3 separate regions of the Mus musculus genome follow, and regions 1 and 3 are each linked to region 2. Evidence: chromatin contacts called from public Hi-C and HiChIP or PLAC-seq data. All regions are on one chromosome and are shown on one strand. The core of a region is the stretch at or near the end of the contact, and the rest is flanking DNA. Distances in the headings are between cores, read along the strand shown.

Region 1 (3,952 bases), core at 101-2,600, 89 kb after region 2:
AAATCACTCTCATCAACAAAGTCTTTCATATTCCTACTAGGATGGTCCATTAAGCCCCAGTTAAAGCATTACTGCTTTCCAAATCCAAAGTCCTAAAATCCACATTCTTCCAAACAAATGCATGGTCAGGCCTATCACAGTAATACCCTTGTCCTTGGTACCAACTTCTGTCTCCATTAGGGTTTTACTGCTGTGAATAGACACTATGACCAAGGCAAGTCTTATAAAGGACAACATTTAATTGGGGTTGGCTTACAGGTTCAAAGGTTCAGTCCATTATCATCAAGGTGGGAGCATGGCAGCATCCAGGCAGGCATGGTGCAGGAGGAGCTGAGAGTTCTACATCTTCATCTGAAGGCTGCTAGTGAAAGACTGACTTCCAGGCAGCTCCCTGGGCCAAGCATATATAAACCATCACTCTCTCTCTCCTCAAGAGTTTTCTAATTTTTTAAAATTATTGTTTGGGAAGTCTTAATATATTTAGTTCAGTACGTAAGATGCTTGCCTGCCATGCAGAAGGCTTTAGTTTCAGCCCCCAGTACCTGCATAAACCAGGTTTGGTGGCACAGGCCTGTCATCTCAGAACTGAACCAGTAGAGGTAGGGGAATGCAAGGTCCTCCGCAGATACATTATGAATTGGAGGCCAGCCTGACGATACATCAGATCTCACCACAAAAGAATAAAACAAAGCATCCTTGTAGGCCATCACTATAACAAGGAGCATCCTGACGTGTAAAAGTCCCCCTGTGTCTTCCTTCTCAGAGCCTGTTTTTCCCTGGTTACCACGCCCACTTCATACTTTTGTCCAGTCAGTTATTCACAAATGTCTTCGTCTTTAATTTGGCTTCAAAGAGGTCGAGAAGACAAGAAGGAAGGAGTTGGAGCTCTTGGCTTTTCTGAATCTTTTGAAAATCTCCCCTGGCAGGAGTGAAGACTCACGGCGCGTTGTGGTGGGTGCAGCAACCATGGCTAGAACTCTCTGGGCTTCTGTGATCAGAATCGGCAGTCAGTGATTATGAGCCGAGATCCAAGAGATGGGAAGGCAAGAGCCTTTTTTCCTTCTGAGCCTCAGACCAGGTAGACACCATTTGCTGCAGGGGCACATTCAAAGCTGCCTGCCGCCGGGCTGGGAGGTGGGGGATGGTAGCAGCTTCTGAGCTAAGAGCTGAAATTGAGCAAAATTGACTGCAATTTAATGTTCAAGCCTCCCCTTCAACGCACTCCAGACTTTCCAAATAGTTTCATAGGACAGACTCTTCCAGAGTAATTGTTGTCTGGGTGAGGACACAGACTCCCGACTTGCCAGCTTCCCAGAATTCTCTCTCTACTTCCGGTCATTATGTGTTTTGTTGAAAACTATTCCCACTCAGCTCATTTATTCATTTCCTTACTCTGCCTTCACACGACAAAGGCAGATGTGAGGGATTTTGACCCAGGCTGAATGCACAGCCAAGCCAAAATGGTTACTAGTTGGCTTTTTACGATCTCCTTCTCCTTTTTCTTTGTTTTTATTTTATGCGTTAGTCCTGGCCTGTGTATATAAATATGTACCGAGTACATGCCTGGGACCTGTGAAATTTAGAAGATGTCAGGTTCTGAAGCTCTGAGCTGTTAGAAGCCCCTGTGTGAGTGCTGGGAACCAAACCCCGGTCCTCTGCAGGACTAGTGAATGAATGCTCCTAACCGCTGAGCCACCGGTCCAGTCCCTACTTAGAAAATAACTTTGCCAATAACCACAGAGAAATGGGGCATAAATATTATGACAGTTAATAAGTAGAACATCTATTTTTCAAAGAAATATAAATTAAAGCTATAAAATACAGTGCGCATTTGCATATGTGTGTGCCTGCCAATACTACAATTCCAAAGGACAAAATGTAAAATGTGTATTCATTTTAAAGATAAATTGCTGGATGAAGTTATCCATGACTGCAGTGGGTTGATTTAGCTCTACGTCTGTGTCCCTATATTCTTCTTTGGCAAGTTACTGTAGAATTATGGCATATGAAAAGAATAATTTATAGAATAAACTTTTTTGTGTTTACTCTGTGGGTATATTATGTTCCCAATTCATTACTAGTCACCTAAGAAGCTGTCCCAAAAAGCTTCGACCAAAACATTCTAAGGTTAACTCAGAAGTAGACAATCGCAATAACCAAAGAATATTTACTCTGGGAGTAGGTTAAGACCATGTGTCAAGGCAAAGTCCCTGATACTGAAGGGGCATGTAGAAGTTCTCCTTACTCAACCAGGAGAGATAGGGTCCTTATCTTGGGTGCAGAGTCAAACTGTGGGGACATATATGATACCCATCTTGACTGAATAAACAAAGGTTGGAGCAACCTCTCATTTTTCTCTCAGAGGAACACAAGGAGTGTGCTCCTTCTTCTCCATAGCCCCTGGCCTCTGAATTAAAATATGTAACAATAATTCATTCATTCATTCATTCGGAATGCATTTTATTTTAAATCACAAGGTAAGGTTGGTGAGATGGCTCAGGGAATAAAGACACCTGCTACCAAACCCGTCAATTTGAGTTCAATCCCAGGGCAGGACAAATGCGCGCGCACACACACACTGAACATACTGAATATATATGTATATGTATACACACACACACACACACACATATATATATATATATATACACACACACACACACTGAACATACTGAATACACACACACACACACACACACACACACACATACACGTTTAAAAAAAAGAGTCAAAGACAAGTTGACAGTGGTGGTGCATACCTGTGAGTAGTCAGAAAGCTAAAACAGGCTTTTGAGGGCAGTCTGGGCTCCATTTTTGGAGGGCCTGTCAGAGAAAGGGGGCGGGGAGAAGAAGGAGGGAGACAAGGAGCAAAATGCAGGGACCGAAAAGCCCTGCTTTATCCTTCACTTTCCTAGGTAAAAACTAGGTAAGAGGAAGTTCCAGGGCCCTTGATCAGTAATGCAACCCTCTGTCCCCTCACCACAAACCCGAGGATTTTTTTTCCAGTGGAAGCATTGTAACGGCAGCTGTTGTGAGCTGACATAGCTGCTGTGGTGTGATCTGTGCTGATTTGTAAGAGGTTGACATTAAGTCTTTATGAATGCTCACTCAGTCCCACGGGAGAGACTGCATTCCAGGAAAGAACACTCCTGGGTGGGACACAGACTGTCACCCATCTTTTCTGTAAGCCATATAAAATATCACTTCATAGTCTCCAAGCAGCTAATTTCTGATCCTGTATCTGCAACGAAAGTTGCTACTTATCTACCCAGAATCCATGCTGTCTCTTTTTTCAGTAAGAGGGTTCTGCTTTGAGCGAGGAGGAAATATGCAGCTGAAAATTGGAATTCCCAGCTACGCTTACAGGGCTTGAAAAATCCGTGACTAAATTCTAGCTTCGAATACCTAGGTCTTTGTGGGGAAGCCCTTAGAAAAGGACCATTGAATCAGCTCTCGGTCCCCTCCAGCCTTCTCCCTTCCTCTTCATCAGAGAAGGGATTCGATAGATGGAAGGGCAGTGTCTAATTTGTGAACTTAAGGTGGCCTTGTGAGTGGGAGCCGAATCATTATTGCAATTCTTATCAAAAGAATCGCTGCACAGAACCTGCATTTCTGTGCTTATTTGTCTGTGTGATGGTTTGTATGTTCTTGGACCAGGGAGTGGCACCATTTGGAGGAGAGGCCTTGTTGGAATAGGTGTGACCTGGTTGGAGTAGGTGTGTCACTGTGGGTGTGGGCATAAGATCCTCACCCCAGTCAGTCTTCCACTAGCAGCCTTTGGATGAAGATGTAGAACTCTTAGCTCCTCCTGCACCATGCCTGCCTGGATACTGCCATGCTCCCACCTTGATGATAATGGACTGAACCTCTGAACCTGTAAGCCAGCCCCAATTAAATGTTGTCCTTTATAAGACTTGCCTTGGTCATGGTGTCTGTTCACAGCAGTCAAACC
Region 2 (3,800 bases), core at 20-2,519:
CAACTGCTGAGGCGTAAAAGGCAAAGGCGCCTGTTTGGAAAACTAGCACCTGCTTCATCCACTCCTTGGGTGTGGTCTGAACAGGAACTCCAGAAACTGCCCGCCAGGGTGATGGCCAGCAAGAGAGATATGCTTTCAAGAGGACTGAGTCGAGATCTTTCGCTCCAGGCCCTTGACCACAGGCTCTAAACTTCCTGCGGGCCCTGTGCCAGGCACACCCGGGCCCTCTCTCTCCAGATCTTCAGCGCCCCAATCACAAACAGCCGGGATCTCGAGTTAGATCTAGTTTAAAGAGCCCGCGGGCGGGAGCCAAGAGGACTGGCGAGGGAGCAGAAACTCACAAGGGAGAGGGTCTTGTTCTCACGTGGCCTGTTTTACAAACAGAAGGTTACCTGAGTAATTACTGAGGGAGAGGCCATGGAGGGTGGGAGGGGATGTGTTAGGCTTCAAAGCCTCTCAGATGCCGTCTGTTCCCTTTGAAGACGTCAGGGGGCGCCAGAGGCCAGGACAAGGATTTAACACCTGCCGCACAGGCTGCTGAGTCTTCTGACTTAGGGGCTTCCTGCAGGTGAGCTAGACAAGGCTAGCTCCCCGGGGCTAAGGTCGGAGTTTCCTGCTAGCCTCCCCAGAATGAGCCGCCCCGTATAATTAAAGTCATTCTCTTGTAAAAATTATCTAGTTATATAGACACCGAGAAAGAAAACTTTTCACAAAGAATATTGCTGGGTTTATTAACATGTAATTTTTTTTAAAGCAAGAGGTTAGTTTCAACGAATTCCATACTCTCATATTAAACGTGTAGCCTTAACTCTTCGGGTTAATCTGATTGTCTTTAAAAGTAGGTGGTCCTTGATGTACGGGCCGGAGTTTGGTTGGAGGACCAGCAGAATCAGGTTTCAGATTTACACCGATTCTTGCCATTTGTTTGAAATCCTCTGTCAAAAAAGGCAGGCCAGGTATTTAAAGAACCCAAATGTTATACAAGTCTGTGTATATATAATCCTCATATGTATATATAACTTATGATTTTTATTCATACCTCTACACAAAGTGAGATAAAGGGGTATATTGTAGTATTGCTTGTTCAAACAAGAGCTAAAAAAAAGCGTTGAAACCTGAGGTGTTCACGGTGCGCTGTCAAGAAGCAACTTGCTAAGTGCTTTATAATATCTCACGTCTTCACAGGAAAGAGCAAAGTGTCTGAGTGTGTGGTGTGCGTTGGGAGAACGCCGGGCGAAGTCTAAGACGCCTGCCTGCATTACCACTGGTTGCCACATGGTGGCGGGGTGGAAGAGGTCTTGCCTATTCTTTAGGCAGCATTAGTTGATAACCGCAGTGTAGTCTGACACGCTATAAGGCTTTCTATGAGTCCAACAACTACCACATACAATTTAAAAGAGCTTCTGCCAAGTAGTGTAAAGGAAAAAGAGGAAAAAGGATCCTCTGTTTTGATGCACAGAGATGCTACCTCCCAGAAGTGGGGCCTTGCTCACACTGCACATAGACTAGATTCTCATTAAAGCAATCCCAGTAACTGGTTTGAGGCAATTACTTCCTGTGGGCCTCACCTACTCAGAAATTAAAGCAGATGAGTTTCCTCGCCTCTCCAAAACTATAAATTCCAACAAATTCTCCTGTGAAAAGGATGCTATCCTGGGACATACTTCCCATTGGTTGGCGACTGTGCCTTTGTTAGAGGAAGGGTGGAAAAACTGGTGTGGAACAGAGTTGAGAGCAGGGAAAGAGTCACCTATGGGGGTCACGATTGGCCCTGTGAGTGCCACACAAGATGAGAACCCGTGTATTGCTTGGGGGATCCCCTTCACTTCTTTTCAGTAATGAGTTTGGAAGGGGAAAGAAGAGTTGGTATGGAGGGCAACGAGCAACGGGAGCAAGGGGTGACTCCAAAGCCACACCTCTGCCCTCAGAAACACCCTGCTAGCCACCGAGAACCCCCGGAGAGCATTTGAGAGACAGAGGGAGAGACAGAACCATGGCTCTGCTGCTGACAGCGCCTCTCTGCCCACCCTCCTCCCACAGGAAAAGACAGAGACACTCACCAAGGACCAAGAGGCGGACTCGAGACTTGGCGTTGACATCCTGGTCCGACATCAGTGACACGGAGCACTCGTAGGTGCCATTGTCGTCCATGGTCAGCTGGTCGATGGTGATAGAGGCATTTGACAACTCAGCATCGTTAGATACTCTCACTCGATTCTCATAACGGTTCCCATAGATGTATTTCTTTGTCACAAAATTCCAGGTGACCACTCTTTCCTGAGAGAAAGAGGAAATGTCTGTCAGGACCTGGTGTAGACCTGCCCTGACTCAATCTTCGTCCCCCAGAGCAAACCAACAACATGTCAAACAGAAGGGCAGTACCTGCTGGTAGATTCCTCTTGTTATCTAGCTAGATAACTTTAGACTTTTAAAGATTTGCTTTTGAGCTTTAGGGACTGGGGTTGTAGTTTAGCTGGTAGTACTTGCCTACCACACGTAAAGGCCTGGATTTGATCCCAGTGCCGTGTAAACTTGGTGTTGCGGCGCGTGCCGATCATCCCAGCATTCCAGAGGTGAAGGGAGGGAAAAGTTCAAAGTCGTCCTTGGCTATGTAGCAAGTTCTAAGCCAATCTGGGAGGCATGACACACTGACTCAAAGGAAAAGCACAAAACAGCACCGAGGCACACACCCTGGGAGACCAGTGTGCACAGAAGCACACACCCTGGAATACCGGTGTGTAAATGAGGCTGGCTCGGATCCCAGCACTCACATTTGTGACCAGCCTCTCTCTCCTTGGTTCCCTCTCAGCCCATGGTTTATTCTCACCCATCCCTTCCTTCATCCAACACCCACAGTGCACCACCATAAGCCAGGTACCACACTAGTTAACCACTGAGTTCCAGCTCACTTGGTTCTGACTATTGCCCTTGGAAGTTGTTTATTTATTTATTCGTTGGTGTTGACGAGGCAGCACATTAACAGCTTAGACCACAGGCACAGACCAGGCTGCCTCAGTCAAATCCTCACCCTGCTGCTAGCTGAATGGCCTTGGCCGCTCTGAGACTCTCTTTTCTCACTACAAAATGGAGATGTTGATGATAATACATCTCCTAAGATTGTGCTGAGAGCTAAAGCTGATAATACAGGCAGAGCAGTTGGGGTCTGCCTGGCGTTGTTTCTACCGTGACTAGCCATTATGTCGGTCCACCATGTCCAGGGCATACAACCCGTGAGTTCTTCCCTCAAAAGTGAGTTTGAAACCAAGCAACCAGGGTATCTCATGATTATAACATAGACTGGCCACTTGGGGGACGATTCCTACGAAGGCTGATAGCTGCTTTGAATCTCGAAAGGCAGCTGTGCATTAATCGCATAAAAAGCTAGAAGGCTGGAGCAGCGTGTGTGATATGTTAGACATTGGAGGCAAAGGAAAAAAAAACAAACAGCAGAAATCGGCAGTGACAACCCCAAGGGGCACAGTGTGAGTAGTGACAGATTGGCGAGAGCCGAGCTTGGACAATAAAGGCCATAACTACTATTTACGATATGTATGTCATTATGCTGCGCACTGTTCCAAGGACTGGATACTTGTTATCGCATCTAACCCACACACTCGTATGCAGTAGACCTTATGATCACACCCACCATTTTACACGGGAGGAAACAGGGATACCACGAGGCAGATTAAGTATGTTCTCCAAGTTGACATGTTTAAGTGACTAGCAGGGCTGAGATGATCTTGGCAACTCTGGCTCAGAGCCTGAACGCTGCAGATTCTACCGAGTCACATCTGAGACAC
Region 3 (4,178 bases), core at 1,290-3,789, 110 kb after region 2:
ATAGAAAGGTTTGAGTGGATGAATTAATGAACAAATGGGTTCTACACTGGCACAGGCAGGAATGGGGATAAGAGAAACGTGTGCCCCAGCCCTTAGGTATCAGACCATTGGAATGCAGAGTCTTGACATGTCTCCGAGAGCCCCAGGCTGGGAGAAGGGAAAGGATGAAGTCCTGCGGCAGCAGGAGAGACTTGTCTTCTAGGAAGAGATCTCAGTCCGGCATCTTCCTGGACCACCTTGCAAGGGAGACTGGAGGAGCTGAGACAAGAGTGGGGGACCACAGCTTGACCAGGTGACCAGGTTACTCATGCCCTATCTCCTCTCCTATGCTTCTGTCAGGATCTCAGAGGGAGGTCTTGGACTTGGAGGTTCCTGGACTCCCTTGTTTTTCTTCCTGATGTGGTTACCTTAAATTAAATCTTCTTTTTCTGTTTTCATATTACAGAGCACTGGCTAAGACCAGCTTGCTGTTTTTCAGGCTTGGCTACAAGCACCCACACCCCTAACCACTGAGTCGTCCTACCAGTCCAGAAAATACATTCTTAAGATCTATCAACACAGAAAGAGTAACAAATGACAAAGGGGTGGTTGTCCTTTTTTTTTTCTTTAAAAAAAACAACAACAAAAAAAAAAACTTTATCCAAATAGCAAAGGAACACATAACAAGAAAGTTCTGGTTTCTATCTATAAGCGCCCAGCAAAACAGTAGCAGAAGGAGATCATGGACTGGATTGGGCTGTGGGTTTCCTTGCAAAAGGAGAAAAATTCCTCACAGGCGGATGGTAACTTCTTCAAACATCTCAATATTTACTTGGGTGTAGGAGCCACATAAGATGACGAAGTGAGTGGCCATAGAAAAATGCCTCGTGTCCTGTCCACTGTCAAAACTACTCTGGAGAAAGGACAAACTTGTAGGGAAATTGGCAAGTGTTCTTGTTAGTTTTAATCACCAGTGCTGTGTGCATTTTGGCTGTCAGAGTCTCATATCCAGCCACAGCTTTCCTAAATCCCACGGCACATTCCATCCTGCCTAGCCCAGGGCCTGGGCCCCATTCTCAGCAGGAGCTCCCTCCCACCAGACTCCTCTTGCTCCTTCGGTTAGAGCCTCAGCAGCGGGGCAGCGTGCTGTCTGTCTTTAATTGGCTGCAAGGAAGAAGGAGGTGGGGGGCTGGGGAAAAGAAAGGTTATGTAGTGTCCAAGTCTGTGCAGCTTGGGGTCCGCTAGGATGGCTGCTCTCCGGAAAGCTTCCAGAAAGTGCAGATTGGGGACTTAGAAGTGGGGCTTTTATAAACTGCACTTCTCCAACCCCCTGAAAGAAGGAGAGAGGGGGAGCTCACAGGCTGCGCTCTCTGAGAAGGCTGGATTTGGGGATGACTAATACAATTACCCCTTTGGAATTTAGCTTAAGAGATGAAAGAACTAGGCCAGAGGTAACAGTTAAAACTCCCACCCATCCTGCCCTTCCCTCTCCTGCTCAAGAGTTAGAAAAGGAACTGGGGATGGGGGGAGGAGGGGAGAGAGGGAAGGGGAAATGGAAATGGAAAGGGCACCTGCACTGCCAGTGGGTCGTCCTCTGATGTGATGTGGCCAGAGAGCATGATGGGGTGTGAGTTTCGATCCCCTGGATGTATACCTACGAGATGGATCGACTGACGCTGGATTGCAAGCATTTGGTTCCAGAGGAAAGCAAAGTCAGTGAATGGCAAGAAGAGAGGTCACTGCCCCTGGCTTGCTCAGGCCTAACAAGACTACTGAGAGAAGCCACCAAAATCTGCCCAAGCAGATGGCCCGTCCCTGGTGTGTCACGGTTTAGACTGTGCTGTGTTTCCTAGATTGTTAGACTCTGCTGTATTTCCGAGGCTGCATCCTCCCAAGGCCATTGGCCATGCACCTCATTAGAAGGCCAAGAGCAATGAATTTCATTCAAGCCTGTCCATCAGCCCATTCTGTGCCCCCTTTAACCTTCCTCAGCTGCATCCAAGAGTCCCTTCCAGGAAAATGACAGCTGGCTAGGGTCATGGAGGAGGCTGACCTGAACAACCCCCCACGCCCCCCAAATGGGACTTTTTCAGATCTTAGAGAGAAACCACCACAACCAAGAGAAGCCAAGGAGATGTAGCAACTAAACACAGCATGCTGGAACAGGGAGGGACCTGGGGCAGCAAAGGCTACGCTGGGAAAACAGGAAACCCAAAGAGATCGTGGGGAGAGTGTGGACTTTTATTAATAAAAATGTATTAGAACTGGGTCATTCATTGTGGCAAATGTAAAATGTCAACTAGAGGGGAAATTGGGCCGGCGTAGGGAAACTCAACAGTGCTTTCAGTTATTTCCTATCAATCTAAAAGATCCTGAAAGAAACCGTTTTAAAAAATGTGAAGTATTAATAGTGTAGATTAAAAAATGAAGACTTTTTTTCTGGGGAGGGCCACATTAAGGATGCTGTCACTGAAAAATGATATAGGTGCCAGCTAGATAGCTCAGTGGGTAGAAGTGTTTGCCACCAAGGCAGACGACCTTCGTCTGATCTCTGGGGCTCACACAAGCTTGCTCATGGTCTGAGTATGTAATCTCCCCACCCCCACCCCACCCCCTTACATATACACGAAGTAAATGTAATGTTTTGAGATTAAATTATATTTTATTTGTAAGAAGCAAGGTTGAGATGCTGTTTCAGTGATAATTTTCATTAATTCACTCACTGAACCATTCAACTGTGGGCGTTTGGTTTGTGTGTGCTTGGACCAGGGTTTTATGCTGAGAGTATGTGGGAGACAAAAGCTGCATCCTACAGGCAGGAAGCAGCTGGTGGCTGATGGCGAGCTGACTCACGAGCCCACAGTTGCCTTTGTTTTGTTTTGTTGTGCCAGGGAATGAAGCTGGGGCCTTGGACATGCTATGTACTAGGTAAACACTTGCTAAGTCACAAACCTATCCCACAAGCCTGACACAGTTACTGGGTGGGGGATGGGAGACATTAAACCCAGAGTGTAGTGATGACACAGAGGAGGAAACACCCTGCTACTGATTAATCAGTGCTGCACTGTGCAGTATCTTAAGTTGACAGTGTAAGGTTGAGAGTATAAACCTTGGAGTGGGACAATACTGATGATAAAAGTAACACAGAAGGGGCGGGGCGGAGCGCAGCCGCGCTAGCTAATTGAGCCTGAAGCAGCCGCGGGGATGGACGTGTTTCTTATGATCCCGCGCAAGACCACCATCTTTAAGAACATTAAGGAAGCTAGAGCACCCTGTTGGAACTGGAGCGCATCTCCTCGAGGGCATCCTCAAGCGGCCGCCAGAGGAGCAGCGACTTTACAAGGACGACCAGCTTCTTGATGATGGAAAAACTCCGAGTGTGGCTTCACTAGTTAGACAGCATGGCCACAGGCGCCAGCCACAGTGGACCTGGCCTTCCGAGCAGATGACACCTTCGAAGCTCCGCGCGTCAAGCCCTTCTCAGCCCTCCAGAGCTTCCAGATGTGATGAAGCCACAGGATTCTGGAGATGGTGCCAATGAGCGAGCTGTGCAGTGAGGGCCCCAGGTCCGCCCCTAGAGACCCATTCCCCCAATTAAAAAAAAAAAATTGGCTGTCTAAAAGAAATAAAAAGGGAACACAGTGCCAAGCTCAGGGTCAATTGGCTTCTAGTAGAATGAAGTCTTGTTGGGGAACAAGGACTACTGCATGCACGTGTGTCCATTGTTCTATCTAGTCTTCCCATACAGTCTAAGGAGCAGACACTGCCATCTTCTGCCGTTTTGGGGGTGAAGGTATGGGGATACTGACACTTTACTCATAGAAACCAGTTAACGTCAGGGCCAGGACAGAACCTAGCTCATCTCCAGAGTCTGTGCCTTGAACTTCTCTGAGTTCTCTGCCCTGAATGCCTCCTGAAGGTTGAGTATGAACCAGCAGGTGAAGTGGTCATAATAAGTCTTATTTGATAGGCTAGACCTCAGCAAATGTCCTTTCGATATAAGTTTGAGGTCAGAACTTGGTAAAATGAATTGATTAAGGGGCCCAGGAAAGGCAGCTCTAGTGCCTACACTACAGATTCTATACTGAACAGAGTTCAGTAGAAACCGTCTCACTGTATTTGGGTGTCTATGACAAAATACCCTAGGCTGGACACTTTCCTTCCACAGTTCTAGAGGCTGTGAGGTCCAAGAAGAGATT

What was found. A called contact is a pair of places that touch in the nucleus more often than the background predicts. HiChIP or PLAC-seq counts read pairs in DNA pulled down with a chosen protein or histone mark.
Region 1: a contact with region 2 is called in a Hi-C map of the G1E-ER4 cell line, with 5 times the contacts expected there. The contact joins two enhancer-like sites. A contact is called at or near these places in 1 of 15 datasets of contacts at CTCF or cohesin (embryonic stem cells), 24 of 484 Hi-C or Micro-C datasets (the AML12 cell line, the G1E-ER4 cell line, bone marrow-derived dendritic cells and 9 more), 3 of 115 datasets of contacts at active chromatin or transcription factors (embryonic stem cells and forebrain) and 1 of 9 other capture datasets (embryonic stem cells).
Region 3: a contact with region 2 is called in an H3K4me3 HiChIP or PLAC-seq map of the SCID.adh cell line, with 23 read pairs. The contact joins two enhancer-like sites. A contact is called at or near these places in 2 of 39 promoter capture datasets (3T3-L1-derived adipocytes and hematopoietic stem and progenitor cells), 2 of 15 datasets of contacts at CTCF or cohesin (the NIH/3T3 cell line and embryonic stem cells), 38 of 484 Hi-C or Micro-C datasets (the AML12 cell line, B cells, the C2C12 cell line and 18 more), 22 of 115 datasets of contacts at active chromatin or transcription factors (the HPC-7 cell line, the NIH/3T3 cell line, the SCID.adh cell line and 11 more) and 3 of 9 other capture datasets (embryonic stem cells, embryonic tail and embryonic trunk).

What each region holds. Positions count from the first base shown.
Region 1 is chr1:166,062,384-166,066,335 of GRCm38.p6, reverse strand. No RefSeq gene overlaps it. Among named protein-coding and RNA genes, the nearest start is that of Gm39693, 15 kb to the right of the region's middle. Within about 2 kb of position 1,350, at least 9 of the 459 cell types and tissues checked have an H3K27ac peak or open chromatin away from gene starts, as enhancers often do. A contact at or near this core is called in the G1E-ER4 cell line, where this site is marked.
Region 2 is chr1:166,151,045-166,154,844 of GRCm38.p6, reverse strand. It overlaps Gpa33 (glycoprotein A33 (transmembrane)), which reads right to left. Exons shown (of 7, transcript NM_021610.2): 3 at 2,061-2,277. Among named protein-coding and RNA genes, the nearest start is that of Gpa33, 23 kb to the right of the region's middle. Within about 2 kb of position 1,269, at least 31 of the 459 cell types and tissues checked have an H3K27ac peak or open chromatin away from gene starts, as enhancers often do. A contact at or near this core is called in the G1E-ER4 cell line, the SCID.adh cell line and pancreatic cancer cells, where this site is marked.
Region 3 is chr1:166,042,697-166,046,874 of GRCm38.p6, reverse strand. It overlaps Gm33224 (a long non-coding RNA gene), which reads left to right. Exons shown (of 3, transcript XR_865710.2): 2 at 1-8; 3 at 90-1,423. It also overlaps the pseudogene Gm7626. Among named protein-coding and RNA genes, the nearest start is that of Gm33224, 4.3 kb to the left of the region's middle. Within about 2 kb of position 2,539, at least 122 of the 459 cell types and tissues checked have an H3K27ac peak or open chromatin away from gene starts, as enhancers often do. A contact at or near this core is called in the G1E-ER4 cell line, the SCID.adh cell line and pancreatic cancer cells, where this site is marked.